Linked DNA regions of Mus musculus: regions 1 and 2 are each linked to region 3. A link is a contact called in public ChIA-PET data. All regions are on one chromosome and are shown on one strand. The core of a region is the stretch at or near the end of the contact, and the rest is flanking DNA. Distances in the headings are between cores, read along the strand shown.

The links. ChIA-PET counts read pairs in DNA pulled down with a chosen protein or histone mark.
Region 1: a contact with region 3 is called in an RNA polymerase II ChIA-PET map of memory CD8 T cells, with 15 read pairs. The contact joins the enhancer-like site here to the promoter of Tmx1 in region 3. A contact is called at or near these places in 17 of 39 promoter capture datasets (the 3T3-L1 cell line, 3T3-L1-derived adipocytes, the HPC-7 cell line and 12 more), 1 of 484 Hi-C or Micro-C datasets (cortical neurons), 4 of 115 datasets of contacts at active chromatin or transcription factors (T-cell acute lymphoblastic leukemia, embryonic stem cells, large pre-B cells and 1 more) and 3 of 9 other capture datasets (adipose tissue, liver and pancreatic islet).
Region 2: a contact with region 3 is called in an RNA polymerase II ChIA-PET map of effector CD8 T cells, with 4 times the contacts expected there. The contact joins the enhancer-like site here to the promoter of Tmx1 in region 3. A contact is called at or near these places in 5 of 39 promoter capture datasets (the 3T3-L1 cell line, embryonic stem cells, hippocampal neurons and 2 more), 2 of 484 Hi-C or Micro-C datasets (cardiomyocytes and erythroblasts), 10 of 115 datasets of contacts at active chromatin or transcription factors (bone marrow-derived macrophages, effector CD8 T cells, embryonic hindbrain and 5 more) and 3 of 9 other capture datasets (adipose tissue, liver and pancreatic islet).

Annotation. Positions count from the first base shown.
Region 1 is chr12:70,256,277-70,259,327 of GRCm38.p6, reverse strand. The region is part of intron 8 of Trim9 (tripartite motif-containing 9); the gene reads left to right. Among named protein-coding and RNA genes, the nearest start is that of Gm38467, 26 kb to the right of the region's middle. Within about 2 kb of position 1,312, at least 11 of the 459 cell types and tissues checked have an H3K27ac peak or open chromatin away from gene starts, as enhancers often do. A contact at or near this core is called in memory CD8 T cells, where this site is marked.
Region 2 is chr12:70,218,003-70,220,793 of GRCm38.p6, reverse strand. It overlaps Pygl (liver glycogen phosphorylase), which reads left to right. Exons shown (of 20, transcript NM_133198.2): 3 at 1,127-1,205. Among named protein-coding and RNA genes, the nearest start is that of Pygl, 8.3 kb to the left of the region's middle. Within about 2 kb of position 1,458, at least 73 of the 459 cell types and tissues checked have an H3K27ac peak or open chromatin away from gene starts, as enhancers often do. A contact at or near this core is called in bone marrow-derived macrophages, effector CD8 T cells, erythroblasts and 1 more, where this site is marked.
Region 3 is chr12:70,451,859-70,454,950 of GRCm38.p6, reverse strand. It overlaps Tmx1 (thioredoxin-related transmembrane protein 1), which reads right to left and starts at 1,797. Exons shown (of 8, transcript NM_028339.1): 1 at 1,631-1,797. The coding sequence starts at 1,782.

The DNA of each region.
Region 1 (3,051 bases), core at 63-2,562, 200 kb after region 3:
CATTTTAGGCTGCTCACAATGACCTGTAACTCTGGTTTCATGGGGTCCAAATGCCCTTTTCTAGCCTCTGTGGGCATTTTCACATGTTGTATACAACAATACACACAAACACTTTTTAAAAATGGAATAATTTACCTGTACAAATTATTCTACATCATCTAATACTTAATGCTTAAGTTTTCAAATAATAAAAAGTCATGTTAGAATAGAAACACTGTCCCCAGAAGTATAAAACTTATTAATAATAATTGACACATTTTCTCTTGATTATTTTCTTATAGTCAGTTCCCCTGCCGGCTTCATGCCTCTCAACTACTAAATTCTTATGCACTCTGTAGCACATGATATTTGTTCATTAAATGTCAAACAATGAAAAAATAAAAGAGATAAATACAAATAGGGCATAGCACCAGGATCCTTCCTTCTCGATCCCAGGAGTCAGAGAAGAGCTTACGTGGTCCCCAGTAGATCTTTGGTTTGGTAGATCTTAATTGTTTCCTTAGAGCAGAGCCCCCTACCATCAGCTGAGTCTCCAATCTAGAACCCAGTGGGAAGGGAAAGAAGCGCAGGGAAGAATAAGAGGAAACTATCAGTCCTGACAGCGGATGGACAGTTCGAGGGACACATTTGCGTTGGAATGCAGTTCTCATCCTGGACTTACCAATCTGAGTAGGACTAAGGAGATGACTCAGTCAGTAAAGTGCTTACCCTATAAGTACCTGATTCGATCCTGAACCCAAGTTTAAAGAGGAAAGGGGAAAAAAAAAAAAGCTTGGTGACAGTGCATGAAATACCAGCACTGGGGAGAGAGGCAGGACAAGTAGAACTCTCTCGGGCTGGCTAGAGTAGCCTAATGGACAGCAAACTCCAAGTGAATGAAAGACCTTGTTTCAAAAATGCAAGGTCAATAGTGCCTGGGTGCCTGAGGAATATCTGTAGTTGTCCTCCGGCCTGTGCACATGCACACACAGAAACACACACATACACTGCCTCCCCCAAGTGAGTGCAATCTCCGCCTGCCACCATGTGGACAGCTTTCTGCAGGTCTTTCCCACTAAACTGCTCTTATTCCATCAAGTTCAGCCAGGCAGGACAACAGGTGCCCATGATGAGGCAGTAGCAATGTCCTAGGATGCCCCCTGTCTTTCTCTAGTGGTTGTCCGATAAAGATGGCAATCATTACCACAAACGTTAGCTTCCTATCCTGTGTCCCAGAAATCACAACCAAGAGCCTCACTCTTCCTTGTCTTGTCGATAGTTAACAGCCGAGGAGCCTTCTCTGATGGCCAATGGTTGAGATCAATCGTTGTGTCTGAGAGAGAAGGTGAGGAAGTGGGCTCTGCTTCCTTCCTGCACTCCACAGTATAAACACAGAATGCACACTGCGGTCGTTGTATTTGTGTTCGATGTGAATTAAAGATGCTTTGGCTAAGCCAGGAGATGATAATACTGTTCTCAGTCTCAACATGAACTTGTCCAGAGGAGCAGGACCAGAAAGACGATCCATATGCTAAAATGTGGTTATGAATATCTATCTAGCTCAGAGTTGGAACAATTTAATGGGGTTTGATGACTGACATCAAATGCTTGCAAGACTAGTGGTCTGTTTCAGTTGGCCCTCGGTAGTACCTGGTGAGAGGAACCCAAAATAAGTTATACCCACGCCATAAAATCAATAACTCCAAACACAAGGTGCTGGCTGGAGACTGGTCCTCCAGGGGACTTCAGAGGGAGCTTGATGGCTCCGCCTCAGACATTTCTAAGTATCTAAGCACCAAGACTACTACAGTGTAAAATCATGATTAAACAGTCTAAATGTCCTGTAGACGACTGACCAAACACACCGAGGGCCCCTGGGAGAGTCCTGGAGGGAGGATCGCCTGTTAGTCTGATTGGAATTGGGTGGAAATTGTCTTTTCTCCCTCCCCTAATTTGTTTGGAAAGTTCTCATAGCAAGGTAGGCTTGATTTTGTATGGTTTGTTTTGCTTCATTTTGCTTGGGAAGAAATGGGGTGAGATCCCATCGGGTTGGGCATGAAAGGTCACAGGTCAGACACAGAGATGGAAGAGTAGAGGGCGAGTTCAAGAGTTAAAAAAAAATGGTGTATGGGTAGGCAATCAATCAATCCACATAAAACTAGGGGGGAAAAAACCTGTATCACTGCCCAATTACTAATCCCAGGAATATTCATGGCTATACTCAGCCTCACCTAAAAATAGAAAGGGCGAGTGCTCCTCAGATAGGTTTTGATCTGATCCTCAAATTATGGGTATAGAGCTCATCCTTCCATGGGTGTTCAGATCACTGTTTGGAGATTCTATGCATCCCAAACATCACCTTTCCTTAATGTTTAAGGCATGATGTAACTGCTATGCAATGCCTTGATTGTCCCATCTGGTGAGAGAGACCTTTTGAAGCAAACTCTTGTGAATTGAAAATAGTTTTCTGACATAAATACAGTGGCAAATGTCTTCTCAAACTCAAAAGAGCTTGTGTCTGCTGACGCTCTGTGGTTATGTTTCAAGTCTTTTCATTAAGCTAAGAGGTTAGTTTCCTTTTAAGTAAGTAATGTGGGGGGCCAATGAGACAGCTCAGCTGATATAGGGTCCTCCCACCAACTGTAACAATCTGAGTTCAGTCCCTAGAATTGGCAGGATAGTCCCTAATATCCATACATGTGTGCACTTGCACACACACAAGTAAATAGATGTGAAGAATAATATTTTTTAATTTACTGTATCTGAGCAAAGAAATGACCATAAATGCCACATCACCCAAACTATATAAAGTTTAAATAGGAACCAGTATGTTATTATTCTTTGGGATATTAAGCTTTAGCCTCATACCCTTTTCTCTGATATTTGGCTTACAGAAAAATCAAATCTTCCCTCAGGGATAAGACTAAAGTCTGAAAAGCTAACATTAATATTGTAAATTCAAAAATGAAAATGCTTCCTTGCAGTATTAAAACTTGCGGTAGCCCTTCTTATAAGGTCTCTAGATACACATACACATGGACACATACAAGCACATAGCACATGCAGACACAC
Region 2 (2,791 bases), core at 209-2,708, 230 kb after region 3:
ACATCCTAGGGAAAAGTAGGGGGATTCTGTCCCCATTCAGTGAGCCTCCTGCTGGTGCCAAGCATCAGGGCTCACAGGCATGGATCACTACCTGGTTTGGGGTTATCAGCTTTTGACTCTACTAGAGACAACACACTGGATTTGCGAAGATGAACTCAAATCTGTCCTGAGAAGTCTGACCTTGCACCTTCTGACCATCTTGCCACTCAGTCTAGTTACCGTCAGCTTGAAACTGCACTGTTTCTAAAGTTTTAATCTCATGATATACTTTTAATTTAAGAGTCACACTGTGTGTGTGTGTGTGTGTGTGTGTGTGTGTGTGTGTGTGTGTTTGCATGTATAGCATGAACACATTAGTGCTGAAACACATCAGCACACATGTGGAGATCAGAGGGACAATACATGAGAGCCTATTCTCTATTTCTGTCATGTTTGTCTTGGGAATTAAACTAGGTCATCAGGTTTAACAGAAAGTTCACTTACCGAGAGTCACCTCGATGACCCCATACTTTTTTTTTAAGATTAAATAATAGCTAACATAGGACTCTGCCCAAAACTAATGCTGTTGCTTTGTTCATATAATCTCATTTGACTCACAACCCTAAATTAAGTAGGTATTTTCAGCCTCCACATTATTTTAAAAGATTTATTTATTATTATAAATAAGTACACTGTAGCTGTCTAGGGTGTCAGAGCTCATTAAAGATGGCTGTGAGCCACCATGTGGTTGCAAGCCACCATGTGGTTGCTAGGATTTGAACTCAGGACCTTCAGAAAAGTGGTCAGTGCTCTTACCCGCTGAGCCATCTCACCAGCCCCAGCCTCCACGTTTTTACAAGGGAGGTTTAGCAACCTGACTAAGGGTCAGTGTCAAGGAAGTGGCATGGTCCATAATGGACCCCAAAGACTCGTGCTTCTCTGTGCCTGGCTATTCCATCTTGTACCACTGGCACCAATGATTGCTAGCTTCTGCAATTTATATGCAATGCCAGAACCGCTTCAGGGGAACCAAGGCCAAATCAAGCACAGAGATGACCCTGGTAGCTGGCCAGTGCCTCAGTAAGTGGAATTGTCTCTGGAACAGCCTGAGTGCGTATCCACATCCAGTATTGTCCTCTCTCCTCAGCTTGGATTGGACATGGAAGAGTTAGAAGAAATTGAAGAAGATGCCGGCCTTGGCAATGGCGGTCTTGGGAGGCTTGCTGGTAAGCGACAGCGGGAGCAGGTTACTTTGTCTGGGTGATCTATGCCCTTTTGGGTGCCATACACAACCGTGCTTAGAAGAGCCAAGTGGCTTTCTTAGAAGAAGGAGAAAGCATGTCCCTACTGTAGACGCATTTGCTCTTGACTTTGCCCTGTGGTCTGATCACAGGCCACATAGAAAAGAGGTGTTGCTCAAAGCCTTTTCAGACATTGCTTAAAACCCCAAAGCTAGCCATTTCCTTCCTGTTCACTTAAGGGTTTCCACAGCCACCCGTTTACATCACTGCTGTTTGTTTATGGCTGGTCGACTCCCATAAGCCCTACTCTTACCTTGCAGGCTTCAGTTTGATATTGTGGTTGACTGGCAGGCAGTGATGTCATTAATATACCTCTTCACATTCAGACAAACTGAGTTCTTGGCTTTACTTGAATAATGGCTTTCCAGCGAACAGAGAAGAAAGTACTTAAAGTATAATACTAGCTCTACATGCTGTGACAAGTCACCCAGCAAGAGCAGTTTAAGGAAGGAAGGCTCTGTTGTTGCTCAGAGTTCCAAGGCACAGTGTGGAAATCATGGTAGCGGGAGCTGGTCATGTGCATCGACAGCCAGGAAGCAGAGGAGAGTAGATGATCAACCAGCTTTCAATGTTTACACAGTTGAGGGCCCCAGACCATGAGGTGGTACCCTCCACATTCAGGGTGATTTTTCCACCTCCATTAACTCAAAGAATCCCACACAGGCATCCCCAGAGATGCGTCTCCTGAGCTCTTCTGGATCCTGTCAAGTTGACCTGATTATTAAACATTCTAACCTATAACCAAGCATCTCCAGTGCTCAGGAGAGTTTCTCCAAAGCAAACACCCAATGCAGCGTGTGCGCAAGACGACAGGAGAAACCACAGGAACGCCATGTCACGGTGCCGTTTCTAAAACCCCATTAAAAGCAGCCTAACCTTAAAGAAGGATGCTGAAATAGACAGACTTGCTGTGTGGATCACCAAGCTCAAAACAAACCCAATAAAACCCATGCAACGCGATGCTATTTATATTCTTAGAAAAGGTGAATTTTCTACGAGTTATGTATATAGGGAGACACAGGGGAGAGTATGGATTGAGTATAATACTAAATTAGAGTTTAATACTAAATTAGAGTTTAAGTGTTAAGTGATCCTGGTGGCTCCTAAAGAGGAGCAGTAGGATTAAAGGGAGCCATCAAAGGGGATGCTTATATATATATATATATATATATATATATATATATATATATATATATATAAGCATTGCTCTCAAGTTACTAGAAAGTCACTTACATCTGTTTCATTTCATCAAAGCCTTTCTACATCGGCGGCTGTGTGCTTTAGTGCCCCTATTAGTAGTAAGGTATGTAAGTTCTTCAGGTAGGCTGTTCGCCATCGTCCCATGACGCGCTCTTCTGAGGATTTCCCAGGCTTCCCTGGGCTATCGAGAGGATGGCAGCATTGGTGGAAAGCCTACCTAAGAACAAGAATTGATCTTCTTTGCTCTTCTGTGAAACCCAGACTCTTCAGTATTGGCTAGCAGTGTTCACTCTGCTCTGGACCTGGCGTTC
Region 3 (3,092 bases), core at 548-3,047:
CCTAATGCTTTTTAAGAGCTTCCTCCCCTTATTTATTTATTTATTTACTTTACATCCTGATAGATGACCCCTTCCAGCACCACCCCTCCATGCCCTTAAGAGCTTCTTTAAACTCCCAAATTTTAGCCAAAGATAAAGGGAAGCATGGGACCCTGTCATTTCAGATGGATGTTTTTATCTCAGCATTATGCTACTGTAGGTCCCCTTTATACCCTTTGTGGATATTTACAGTGTGACAAAAGAAAGCTTATAGGTATCTTTCTGTAATATTTGACTATATTTTACATATCATGTCACTCCTGCCTATTCATGACAGTGACTGAAAACTAACAGCACTGGTTAGCGTTCCTCTCCTGAAAACTGACTTCAGTGAACGGCCAACTGTCAGTACACTAAACGTCTTCCCTACTGCAATCTCCTTTTTCTTGTTTCACAACTCAGGTATCATGGACCTCACCCAGGTTCTCTCTTGAGGATGTTCACTTCCACCTCTTCCTTAGTGTACAGCCCTAAACACAATCACAACATAGGCAAACACCAGAATCTTGCTTAAGGGTTGCTAACAACGCTTGCATATATTTACTCTTGAAGCCCAACAAAGCTACTATGACAGCATCTGAACAGGCCAATCGGTAAAGCAGGGGATGGGAGTGGTTATCTACTATAAGGAATTATGTAGAATAATTACCCACCCCAAAACATATGTAAAGATACTGGGTAGTGTCAGTAAACAATGACCATTCAATGGTGGTGCTTTCGCCACATCAATAATGCCGTATCAGGAACACTGTCAATTAACCATTCCACTAATTTATCATCTAAGACAAAGGCCAAAGGTAGTTTATTTCCTACAGCAGCAGGACGGCGGACACTGTTGAAGTAGAATTATCACACAAGATAAGTGATTTTGTTTGAATAGTAAATGATGAACTGGAGTATTTAAAGGGCCTATCAATAATCATACTAATGCATGTGCAATACCATTCGCAGGCCTGTAAATCACAATTCAAGCCATTCTCTAAATTGCAAACGCACCGGTCAAGGAAAAATGAGGTTCATATCAAAAGAAATGAATGTAGGCAAGAAGAAAAAAAAAGAAAATAAAGATTTTAATATATTCCCATTTATTTGGCATTTACAATTTAAAAAAACTAACTCACAAAATAAAAATAAATAAAGAGCTCAAAATTCAGGCATTACAAATACCAATTTCCGAATAAACATAGCAATTTCCGAATGACAGGTTAAAAGCAAGATTTTGTTCAATATCAACTTTTGTAAAAATTTGGAGACTTAAAGTCTGGATGTCTACAAAAGATCACTAAAAGTCTATAGAAACAGCCAAGACCTCCATCGCAACCCAATCCCACCCTCAAATCCGCTAGTCTGTTCCAGAGAATTCGATGTAGCTCGTAATCCTTTAATCGCACCACAGTGCTTAGCAACGACGAGGCTCAGTGCACGCTTAGATAGAAAAGTAATATTCCCGGTTAGGAAATGACCCTGGAGCTGGGGGCGGCAAAGGCTGGGACCTCAAGACCTGGCCGAGGAAGATGGGCTGGTCAGGTGTCCAGCTTGAGGGACGGGGCGGCGGAGGCCACCGCCACCCAGACAAGCGCCCCGCACTCACAATTCTATCATCCACTCTCCTTCCAGCAACGACGTCCAGTTCTCATCGGTGAGGACGCGCACGTTATTCCGCCGTCCGTGGGCCCCAGGGACCGCCCAGAGCAGCAGGACCAGAGCTGCCAGGGGAACCATAAGACGCCCCAAGTGCGCCATGTCAGCCGCTCACCCAGCCTCAGCGCGTTCCCGCTCCACCTCCCCGCCGCAGCTCCACTTCCGCTCTGGCGGCCGCTCCGCTCATGCGCACAAGGAGCCAGCCAGGCGCGCGAGCCCCACCCACTCCCCGCCAGCAACTCAGTGCGCATGTCCGGGCCCTGTTCCTCCTGCGGGAGATGGAGAGGGAAAGCGGGAAATGCGTCTATCTCGGAGCTCACGACTGAAGAGGCGCTTGCCGGCTGTGGTCCCTCGAAAAGCCCTAGAAGGGGCGGTAGGCGGAGGGATCAGGGTGATGCTCTAGAGATGAGTGACCCTGTCGTGCCCACCAGTGCCTAGTAAGGTCACTATGACAGTTTTCTCAGGAACTTTCCCCTTTCAAAATATCACCAGTTAGACGAATGTAGGAGGAGGTCACCAGCCCCTTTACCCTGGCCCTAGGCAAACAGGCATCTACTTTTTGTCCTGGCTACTTTACTAATTGAATCTTGTGTTGTCCCTGTTGACTGACTTATTTTAACTCTTTAAGCATGAGTCCCCGAATTTCCTCTAACACATTCGTAATGAGGCTTTGTCACCCCCTGGCTCTCCGAGGTAGTTTTTATTGCCTGTTCTTTGCTTTCCTGTATATGGGTTATATTTTCCTGTCTTTGCACAACTCAAAAATCTCTTCTTGGAAACTAGGGTTTTAGGGTCTGTAATTCTAGATGTTGATTCCCCTTGTGGCTCTCCATCTTCTGTTCCTCTTGTTGTTTGATTGTTTAGTGAGTTGGCAAGGCAATTCTAGTGAAGTCTGTTTCTCAGAGATTACAGCCCTGGGTGGGTCATCTGGGCGATAGTGGTTTTAGCAGGGCTCATTCCATATCACTTTTTGGGATGTGTTTGCCTCACTTATTTCCAGCTGTAATATTACATGAAGTGCTCACCGATAACTTGTTTTTGTTTTGTTTTAATTCTCAGAGCATACATTGTTCCACAGCCTAATACATTTTGGCAGATGGTTTTGAGGTCAGTGGTTGAAATTTATTTTAAGCCCAGGATGATTCTTCACTGTCTCTTTTCTTAGGTCTCTCTGGTGAACTAAGTGGCTTATGCACTGGCATCTTGTTCTTACTTAAGGAAAACTTTTTTTATTTTTTTGGAGTGACTTTAGGCCTGACCGTTTCTCCATACTCTTATTTAATAAAGTCATTTCTTTGGGGAGAGTTCAGAACTGACTCTCCTGGGCACAAGCAGCCTCAGTCATTATTCTAGGTGCAGTGTAGACCAGCAGGATCTACTTTTCTGGACTTCTAGTGGTGTATAGTCTTTAT